Regions from separate parts of the Gossypium hirsutum genome. Here region 1 is linked to region 2. Evidence: chromatin contacts called from public Hi-C data. All regions are on one chromosome and are shown on one strand. Each heading gives the region's core, a stretch centred on a gene start, on an enhancer-like site or on the middle of the called end of the contact. The rest is flanking DNA. Distances are from core to core; before and after follow the strand shown.

Region 1 (5,289 bases), core at 2,519-5,018, 170 kb before region 2:
CAAAAAATAAATAGGATATCTGCGGACAATTTCTGCTGATCCTTACTCCTTTTAGAAAACCCTTGGTTGTTGCTAATCTCAGCAGGCTTGACAACCCTTCTCCACATAAGAGGAACAAAAATGGGCTAAGTGGATCCCTTTGCCTAAGACTTCTATCTGAGCAGAATTTTTCTCCAATATGTCCATTGATAATTTACTGAATAAGAAACCGAAGTAACACAATGTATAATAGTATTTACCCAACTTTGATCAAACCCCATCTGTAACATTATCCTATTTAAGAAGTCCCACTCCACTCTATCATATGCTTTACTCATATCAAGTTCAACAGCCATGTACCTTTTTTTCCCCAATCTATTCTGTTTCAACTTGTGCAATATTTCATAGGCTAATAGCACATTATCTGAAATCAGCTGACCTGGCACAAAGGCACTTTGCGACTCATCAACACATTTTCCAATAACTTCACTCAATCGATTTGCAATAGCTTTTGCAATGATTTTATAGAGAACATTACATAGGCTAATTGGCCTGAATTGTGACATATTAGATGGAATAGGAATTTTTGGGATAAGTACTATATTTGTAGAATTAATTGAACTTACCTCTCTACTGCCGTTTAATATCTGTAAGCAAAAAGTGGTAACATTATCTCCGACTATTTGCCAACACTTCTGATAAAAGAGGGCTGGGAAACCATCTTCTCCCGGTGCCTTTGTTGGTCCCATGGAAAAAACTGCTTCCATAATTTCCTCTTTGGTATATACTGCTGTCAACTTTCGATTGTCTTCCTCATGAATACACCATTTAATCCCTTCTAATATGCGATCATACTCCCCCTTCATTCTGTTGAAAACAACTTCTTGAAGTAACACCGTGCTATACCTTCCATGTCTTGCAAGTCCCCCATCTCTCTTCCATCTTTATTTTTTAGCTTCCGAATGAGGTTCTTGCTCCTTCTCTGTAACGCTCTGCCATGAAAAAAAGATGTGTTCCTATCCCCATATCTTATCCAATCGATTTGGGCCCTTTGTTCCCAGTAGCATTCTTCTTTTTCAAGCTCGAAATTTAAATTGATTTTCGTATCAATCAGTTCCTCCAAAGTCTCATAATCTCTTTCTTTCTTAGCCAACTCCGTTAGTTTCCTTATGAGAACCTGTTTTTTTCTTCTTTCTTTCATTTTGGATTTGCTCAGCCCACCTTTGTAATCCTTTTTTCAAAAAATTCAATTTCTATACCAGCTCTCCTGATGCGTTCTCCCACAAACTCTTAACTTCATTATCAAAAGACTCTTCCAAGGACCACCAAGCTTCAAATTTAAAATTGTAGCTCCTTCTTCTTTCTTCATGCCTCCTTATGTTAATAAGAAGTGGACAATGATCTTAAAACGAGTGCGCTAAATGCTGAACTCTTACCTCTTGAAACATATTAATCCATTCCATGTTCGCAACTCCTCTATCTAATCTTTCTTGTATGTTGGTCTCCGGTAAGTTTCCTCTTTCCCAAGTAAACCAGCTGCCTTCATAGCCCACATCGTACAATTGACATTCCTTGAGTATTCTTCGAAACAATTCCATTCTCCTCTTATCTCTAGGCAGTCCTCCTTTCTTTTCGGATCCATACATAATTTCATTGAAATCACCAACAACAAACCATGGGAAATCCTTATTAGTAGCCAGGCTTTTCAGAACAGCCCATGATTCATTCCGATCCTGTATATAAGGGGATCCATAGAAACCTGTAAATCTCCACTTGCATCCTTTTTCATTATCGTCAACGAATACATCAATGTGTCTTTTAGAGAAACTGCTCAGCGTTATATCAACCTCATTCCTCCATGTTAAACACAATCCTCCTCTCGTACCTTCTGGATCAACTTCAATACCGTTCGTATAACCGCATCTTCTACGAACTCGTTCCATCTGCTGTCTTCCTAGTTTTGTCTCCATAAAGAAGACCATTTGGGGATTATGTAACTTCAGCATCTGCCGAAGTCTTTTAACCGTCTGTAGTCTCCCTGAACCACGGACGTTCCAGCTTATTATTTTCATTGTGTCCGGTCGGCTTGCCTCTTGGCAGCCGCCGATGATAAAAGGTTGAATTCCACCTTTTTCCTATTTGTTGTACTTGTATTATCCCTTTCTGCATTGCTGAAAAGATCTTCCATCTCCCCCTGTTTTGTTTTTCCTTCCTCCCCTTCTAAGGTCTCATTTTCTAAATCATGTTCCATTGCCATATTTATCTGACTCAAACCAAATTTGCTTTCTCGCCATTCTATAGACGGCACCCCTCCTTCAATACTAAACCCCAGAATTGGGTCAATAATCTTTCCCCCTCATTCATTTGAACTTTCATCCCTATGTCTTGATTCTCCAGATCGATTCTCCCCCCATCTTCCCTTCCCTTTTCCTTCTTCCTCTTCTCGTAGCCATATACTATTCATTGAAAGGGCTCTTCGAGATTGCACTCACAATGATAAATCCCAGCCCAATTCTTCTGTATCTGCCCTTGTCATCATTTTTATCTCATAGAATGAATCATTATGCCCCAATCTTCCGCAGTAGAAACAAAAAAGCGATAACCGTTCATACTTAAACTTGACATATGACCTAACCACATTGCACAAATCTTGCTTCTTCCTTTTCAGAGGCTTCCTAACATCAATCTGTACTCTTACCCTCATATAATTACGATTTTCCTTTCCTAGATTTGAAGTATCATATTCTAGGAAAACACCTAAAAAATTACCCAGTTGGATTGCTAGCTTTTTAGAGAATAATCCAATTGGGACATCATGGATTAGAACCCAGAAAGGAGTAAATATTAGCGGCACTTTTAATGGATCTTCGCCTCTCCCCAACTTATTCAATGATGGCAAGTGGTTATTAAAAGTCCATGGTAGACCTTTTAGAACCCTTTCCATATCCATATTATGATCATAATTGGAACAAATACCTTTTTTCACCAGATCTCTAATTTGGACCCCATAAACAGGGTGCCACAGATTTGCCATAGTGCTTTTCATGGTGGAAAATGAATAACACTTGCTGTTAAGAAACATCCCACAAGCTGGAACTCCCCCACTCCACTTTGATTACCCGGATCTGCCTGAATCTGCAATATTTCTTCTTCTTCCTCATTAATCGATAATTGTGCTAATTCATTCTCCATGGCTACAGGTTGATAAACATAATAACACAAACACCCCTTTTTCAGATTTCAGGAAAAAAGATCAGAAGCAAAGAAGGCAATTGGTAAAACATAACACAAACGATTAAAGAAAAACAAAAACGTGCCAGCGGCGGCAGACCTAAACGTGCTAGGGGAGTAGACTCTTTATTTATTTTTATTAAAATAATTATATTTATTCTATTTCAAATTAGAAAATTTTACACATAAGAATGTGTAAAAATTACACATTTAAAACACAATTGATGGACATAATAAAATGTGCATAAAAGCAATCAAAATAAAACTTTGGTCAAGTGGTGAATTTAAGTTTTTACTAATACAATTAACTTAGGTTCAAATTGTATCATATGTATATTTTTATTGGGCTTGTAAAATAAAAAGATAAGTATCATCGAGTAAGATAACTTATTTTAAATATGAAAGGACATCAAATTAATTTTTTATTATACATCTTTTATGGTTTTTATTATTATTTTCAATTAGATCAAAATACATATTAAATCATTGATTCTAATTTTGACTTGGGCTATTCAAATGAACCTTTTGACTTGGTCTACCGCTTAGATACCCAATATTCTGGTTTCTAGTTTTGTCTCCCGAGATTAATAGCCCAACATGTAACCCTTGTAGGTGGTTTCATATAAACAAGATGACAAATTTTAAATTTTAAATTTTAGCAACTTTAGAATTTTGGGAAATCTGGCCTTTACCGAACCTTGCCCAAATTTGAGGACTGAAACTCTGAAGAAGGATCCACACATAGGGCAACATCGAAAGTCATCTCATTACCTTTTTGTTAATTGGATAACATGACATGTAAAATCATCTATGACTCAAAATTATGTTGCCCAAGTGGATTGGACGACAGACACACTTAGTTGGTTCTTCATCCACTACCTATTTGAAAAGTCTTCAACTCATAATTTCTCTTTCAAGTTCTAAGCTTAACAATAAAATCTCAAATCTAATTTGGACAACCATGAAAGTCATTAAATAACGATATTAGGAAGAACTTCAATAGAAATTTATAATGATTTTTTTTGTATGTATCAAAATTAAACAAATACTATAAAAACAGGTTATGTCTAACATTATTTATGGAAATAGGTTAAGATGAAGATTGGAGAGGGCTTGTGGCAGTTCGCATAGTAGATATGCGGAAAGTTTTTAGAGGGGTTTTAATGATAAAGACAAAGATGTCTAGAGAATTGAGGGGTCTTTTTTTGAAGTCTTCTCTTTGATGATATAACACGCTTTATATGCTTCTTACGATGGTGTCGGTTCATGGGTTTCGAAAGTTGTGTCATTACAAATTTTTGCATGTGTATTGGGATGTAATGAATGGATGTGTGTCACTTTCTACATATTTCCTGTTATGTATTGTCTTTTATCTGTTAGAAAAGTGTTTAGAAAACATATAAGAGTTGACGTAGCAGAATTTTTTAAAAGAAATTGAAAATGATTTTTATGGCGATATCTAAAGTAATAAATTTGATAAAAATTAGTACATGTGTTTCACGGCTCAGGATGTATATCCAAATTACGAAAGGTTATAGGAAAGTGTTTAAATTTTTTGATTAACTCAAACAAAATTCAAAATTTTCAAGTTTTCAACTGAATAATCTTTTCTATTATTCTCAAACTCTTAGATGCTTAGGAAGTTGACACTAACTCAAGGAGCTTTACACAAGAAAAAATTTGAAACTTCAAAAGAGGGAGAAGTCAAAATCTCTATGTATCCTGAAATAGAAATTTTAACTTCTAGACACAAATTACAATCATTAGATATTACAATTATAATTCTCACAAAGTTAAAATTCAAACTCAATAAAATAAAATTTATTTGAGTATAAAAAAATTTACTTAAATATACTTTCAATAACCTTTTACAGAGTTTTCCCTAAGAAAATGATGCATATGAATTTTGGCTAGGTATTTCTAAAGGGATATACACAAGAGTTCAATTCCCATTCAGAGTTCTTACTTAATTTAGGGAAGTTTTAGTCCAAGTAGGACTTTACAGAGGTACAAAGTTGGCGACATACATGGGAAATTACTCTCATTACCGTGGCATGCTATGATCCACTGGTCTAGTCG
Region 2 (5,180 bases), core at 1,855-4,354:
TCTAGTCACGATAGAGGAACTAATCATCGGTGTATGAACACTATTTGCATTTTCCATCAAACAACGTATAAGAATATCACGTATATACTTCTTCAGACAAAGATGAAGGCAGCCTGATGAAGAACGAATAACCTCTATCCCAAGAAAGTAATGGAGATAGCCCATGTCCTTAAGCGAAAACTCACTATTCAGCAATTTAACAAACCACTCTATAACAGAAGGCACATCACCAGTAATAATGATATCATCAACGTACACAAGAACATACAACGTTGAAGCTGATACAGCTCGAACAAATAAGGAAGCATCAGACTTTGATACCACAAACCCCACAGAGACTAGAAATCCCTTTAGCTTCTCAAACCAGGCACGAGGAGCCTGACGAAGACCATACAATGCTTTCTTCAAACGACACACCAAAGGTCTGCCATCTGAACCATTTTGAACATAGCCGAGAGGTTGATGCATGAAAACTTCAATGTCAAGATCACCATTTAGAAACGCATTATTCACATCCACTTGCCGAAGCGACCACCCCCTAGACACAACAAAAGACAAAATAACTCTGATAGTAGCCGGTTTGACCACTGGACTAAACGTTTCCTTAAAATCACAACTCGGAACTTGAGAGTAGCCTTTTGCGCCTAAGTGAGCCTTATGTCGAGCAATAGTACCATCAGAATTCTTCTTGATTTTGAACAATCATTTGCACCCAATGACCTTACGATTAGATGGAGCAGGAACTAGCTCCCATGTGGACGCATAAGAGCATCATACTCATCTTGCGCAGCAGCGCACCACTCAACAGTAGCCAGAGCTTCTTCAATTGTAGTCGGTTCAATAGCTTCAACATTTAAAACCTTAGACTTGTAAACCCCCGCTTTAGCTCGTGTGACCATTGGGTGAGTATTACCCACAGGTGGCCTACTAACCTGACTATCAGATGCCAACGAAACACCTGCAGACATTCTTATAGTAGAGTGAGAGTGAGCATTGGTATCACTTGATGATCCCGAGTCATACACTGGTGGAAGATCACTCAACCCAGTCCCAACATTAACTGAAGAATCACAAGCTGGAAGATTACCCGTCCCAGTCCCAACATCAGCTAAAGAATCATGAGACTGAGACTGCTCCAAATTAACATCTAATACAGGCTCAGTATACTGAGACTACAACCCTTATAGAGACGGTGGCATCATGCAAGGCTCACGAGTTGAGGAATAAGATGGCCACACGAGAGGAACAATCGTCGAACTAGGCTGACTGGTTGTCGATACAGACTTGTCTGGACTAGTCTCAGCAAACAAAAATCTCTGCTCATCAAATACCACATGCCTTGACATTATAACCTTACCATCTGGTAAAAGACACTGATACCCCTTGTGACGAAGACTGCAGCCCAAAAATGTAGACGGCTGAGATCGAAATTCTAACTTATGACCTACAAACGGACGTAAGTAAGGATAACAACAATAGCCAAACACTCAAAGATGATCATAGGTCGGATCATTTCCATATAGTGCCTTAAACGGAGAACTGTCCTGAAGAACAACAGTAGGAAGTCGATTTATAAGATGAACCGCACAACAAAACGCATACCCCCAGTATTCCATAGGTAAATTTGCGTGAGCCAATAATGTAATACCCACTTCAACAATGTGACGATGTTTATGCTCAGCTACTCCATTTTTTTCTGGAGTATACGGACAGGTCAGTCAATGTATGATTCCTTGAGATTTTAAGACAGACGTAAAACCACTATATTCTCCTCCCCAATCGCTCTGGAACTACTTAATAGACTTGACAAACTGTGTCTTAATTAATTGTTGAAACTGAGTAAAGCATTCTAGTGCTTGAGCTTTTTGACGTAAAAGATAAACCCAAGTAAACTGAGTACACATATCAATAAACGAAACATAATATCTCTTATCACCACATGCAACAGGTGCAGGACCCTAAAGATCAGACACAACCAACTCAAAAGGACTATAGCTAGTAGTTGAAGGGGAGAAAGGCAACTTATGTGACCTGCCTTTTTGACATGCAGTACATATACCATCAAAACTATTTTTACTTGAAACAACATTACATTTATTTAGAATAGTTTTGACCACAGAAGTCGACGGGTGGCCTAAACGATTATGCCATAAAGCAAACACAGAACTATTTGAAACTGTATGTGAAACCTGCGAATGAGCAACAAATGGAGCAGTCGTAGGCGGAGTAGAAACCACTGGCACAGAAAATTGATATAAGCCATCATGAATGCTGCCCGTCAGTAATATCTCCCGAGTCACCATATCCTTAATAACACAATAGGTAGGGTGAAACTCAAAATACACACCATTATCACGAGCAAGCTGTGAGACGGATAAGAGGTTTTTCTGTATACTTGGCACACATAAAACATTTGATAATCGTAACGATTTATACTGAGTAGGTAAAATAGCAGTACCAATTGACGAAATTACCGCAAGAGTACCATTGCCCATTAAAAGAGATGACTTACCTGAATATGGCGTGACATCACGTAACGTTGACACATCGCGACAGATATGGTGACTCACTCCCGAGTTAGGATACCAAGATGTGGTGCCACTGCGCACTGGAATGTACGGATCATCAGTACCAGTACTAGATTCAAGTTGAGAAGTATTGATATAAGAGTCGGATACTGAAGGATCAGAGTAATCAGACGCATGTAAGTCCCCTAGCCGAGGAAGCCCAATACATGGATCAGACCCAGTATAGACCTGAGCACGCAGTTTGGTAAATCACAGAACCGGACCGCCAATACCTAGTCCATCACCAATCGATTCAGGTGAGCCAGGATCAGCTTGATCAACTTGAACAAAATTAGAGGATGGTACAATATTCGGCCCAGCATTAAATTGAACATTCGGCCCATGAGAGGAATGTTGAAAATTCGGCCCATATGATACACCCTGTCCATTTGGAGCCTTAAGCTCATGTGACGTGTTTCCACTACAACCTTGCCACTGTCCATTTCCAGTAGTAAAACCATGCGACGTGTCTCTATTATACCCTTGCCCATCATCATGATCGAATTTGCACAAATTGGGCTTGTAGGCATCAGAACAAATTCGGCCAGAATCATGCTGTGCATGAGACACATGTGGCCCACGTGCCAATGGCCTATTTTGCATGCCAGCACACACATTTTGACTACCATATCTATTTTGACCAGCATGACTCCCTTGACCATAAAGAACTTTTTGACTTTTTTGATGAGAAGCCACCGCCTGGTTTTCACCATGTTGCACAAAAACTCCAGAGTCAGAACCTTCAACACCGGACGATTTAGTCGAGTCTCGGTGATACCGATAATAGCATTTCTGACCCAAATGACCGAATCGACTACAGATCTGGCACTGAACACGAGATCTGAAGAATCTACCACGACCACGAACAGACGCACGGCCTCCACAATCGGCCTCTTCCACCGACGGCTCATTTTCAACAAGATTCGTGTTCGAACTTACCTCCTGCAACATCCGATCTTGACGACTCTCACAACCTACTAACACATCCACCAAGCGTTGTAACAGTAAAACTCCAATCGACAACCGAGCAGAGGAGATAATCGCCTCAAAGTCTGACGGCAATCCCGCAAGCACCACTTCAATCTTCTCTTCATCGGAGATACGAGAGCCAGTGGCATCTAACATAGCACACAAATCTTTAATCCTAGCAACATAAGCCTTAATAGAAAGATTACCTTTCTTCAACGAGTGAAGCTCATGCCGAATCCTCGACTGCTTGGCACCCGTATCAGCTGCAAAAAGATTAATGGCCATACTCCATATGTCGCACGCCGTGCAAGCATCATCAAAGAAGGATTGATGAGAGGCAATTACCGTAGACAAAAGCCATGACATTAGCAGCCGATCTTGTTGCGTGAACACCTGAGCCGCCGGATTTGGAGCACGAGATCCATCGGGTAGAAGAATGAATCGTGATGGCGAAGCAATAGTGCCATCTAAGAAACATGTAAGTCCATAGCCATCAACGATGAGTTTTACCTGTTTACGCCATTGAAGGTAAGTACCTTCATCGAGTTTGACCACTTCATGTCGAGGAAGAACAGTTGTGACTCGATCGGCAGCAAACACACCAGAGCTAGGTTCGCCAGATGCAGAATCAGCGGAAGCCATGAGAAGCAATGGCCAGAATCAATTGGCGAATGATACCATGAAAGAACTAGATAAAAAAGAAAGAAATATTTATCCAAACAGAGAGTGAAAATAGAGAGATAATAGAATAAACTTCTTGTTTGTTTATTCAAAAATTGCTTACTTCCAAATTCTCAATGTACAGTATTTATAGACTTTAGTGACTACTCTAATTGAGCAACAACCTTACCAGACTCATCAACTAACTAACAACTTCCTATACTCTAATATATATGAATGCGGAAAGAATCATTATTTATATTTATATTATTAAAATATTTATATCTTATATTATAAAAATATTTAATACTAAATATTTAAGAATTATAATATATATTTATTGTAGATACAAAATTTCGTTGGAGCCCCCAACGATACTATCAGTTTAATTTTATTTTTAATTTTTAATTTTAAAAGCTCACAAGATCACCAATTTATCGACCTATTTACACTCTGTAAAGCTTGCTTGATGAATTTGCAAATGGAGAACTCTCTAAATTTGATTTGGATTAGACTTATTTTGCAATTTAATTTTGAACTCTTTTCTTATCTTGTCAAATTTATTTTTACCGTTTCTTGTAGTGGATTTGAATTAAGGCCCAAATTGATTCAGGTTTATTTGAAATTTATTATTATTTTTATTTATAAGTAGGAGAAAAGTTAAAAATTTTATAAAAAAAAACAGATATTATAATAATCCATATTTTTAAAAAATTTATAAAAATATTATATTTTACCAGATTATAAAAAATCTAAAAAAAACACAAAAAAATATTACAAAATTTCCCTTAAATTTATTTTTTTGCAATTCAATCCCTACACTCCTATCGCTCCTGCCACCGGCTACCAACTCCCACCAACCACTCTACACGCCTCTGCCAAGCCATCCCTCTAGTGCCACCACTGTCATACCCCCATTCGACCACCACTTTCAACATCACCTCACTCACTTGACCCATCCTAAACCGAAACCCCAACCTTCCC

The links. A called contact is a pair of places that touch in the nucleus more often than the background predicts.
Region 1: a Hi-C map of leaf shows a contact between it and region 2, with 2.1 times the contacts expected there. The contact joins two enhancer-like sites. A contact is called at or near these places in 4 of 34 Hi-C or Micro-C datasets (callus, hypocotyl and leaf).

The regions. Positions count from the first base shown.
Region 1 is chrD01:52,041,725-52,047,013 of Gossypium_hirsutum_v2.1, reverse strand. No RefSeq gene overlaps it. Among protein-coding and RNA genes, the nearest start is that of LOC107922586, 13 kb to the right of the region's middle. Within about 2 kb of position 3,768, at least 9 of the 9 cell types and tissues checked have an H3K27ac peak or open chromatin away from gene starts, as enhancers often do. A contact at or near this core is called in hypocotyl and leaf, where this site is marked.
Region 2 is chrD01:51,869,740-51,874,919 of Gossypium_hirsutum_v2.1, reverse strand. No RefSeq gene overlaps it. Among protein-coding and RNA genes, the nearest start is that of LOC121214288, 22 kb to the right of the region's middle. Within about 2 kb of position 3,104, at least 7 of the 9 cell types and tissues checked have an H3K27ac peak or open chromatin away from gene starts, as enhancers often do. A contact at or near this core is called in hypocotyl and leaf, where this site is marked.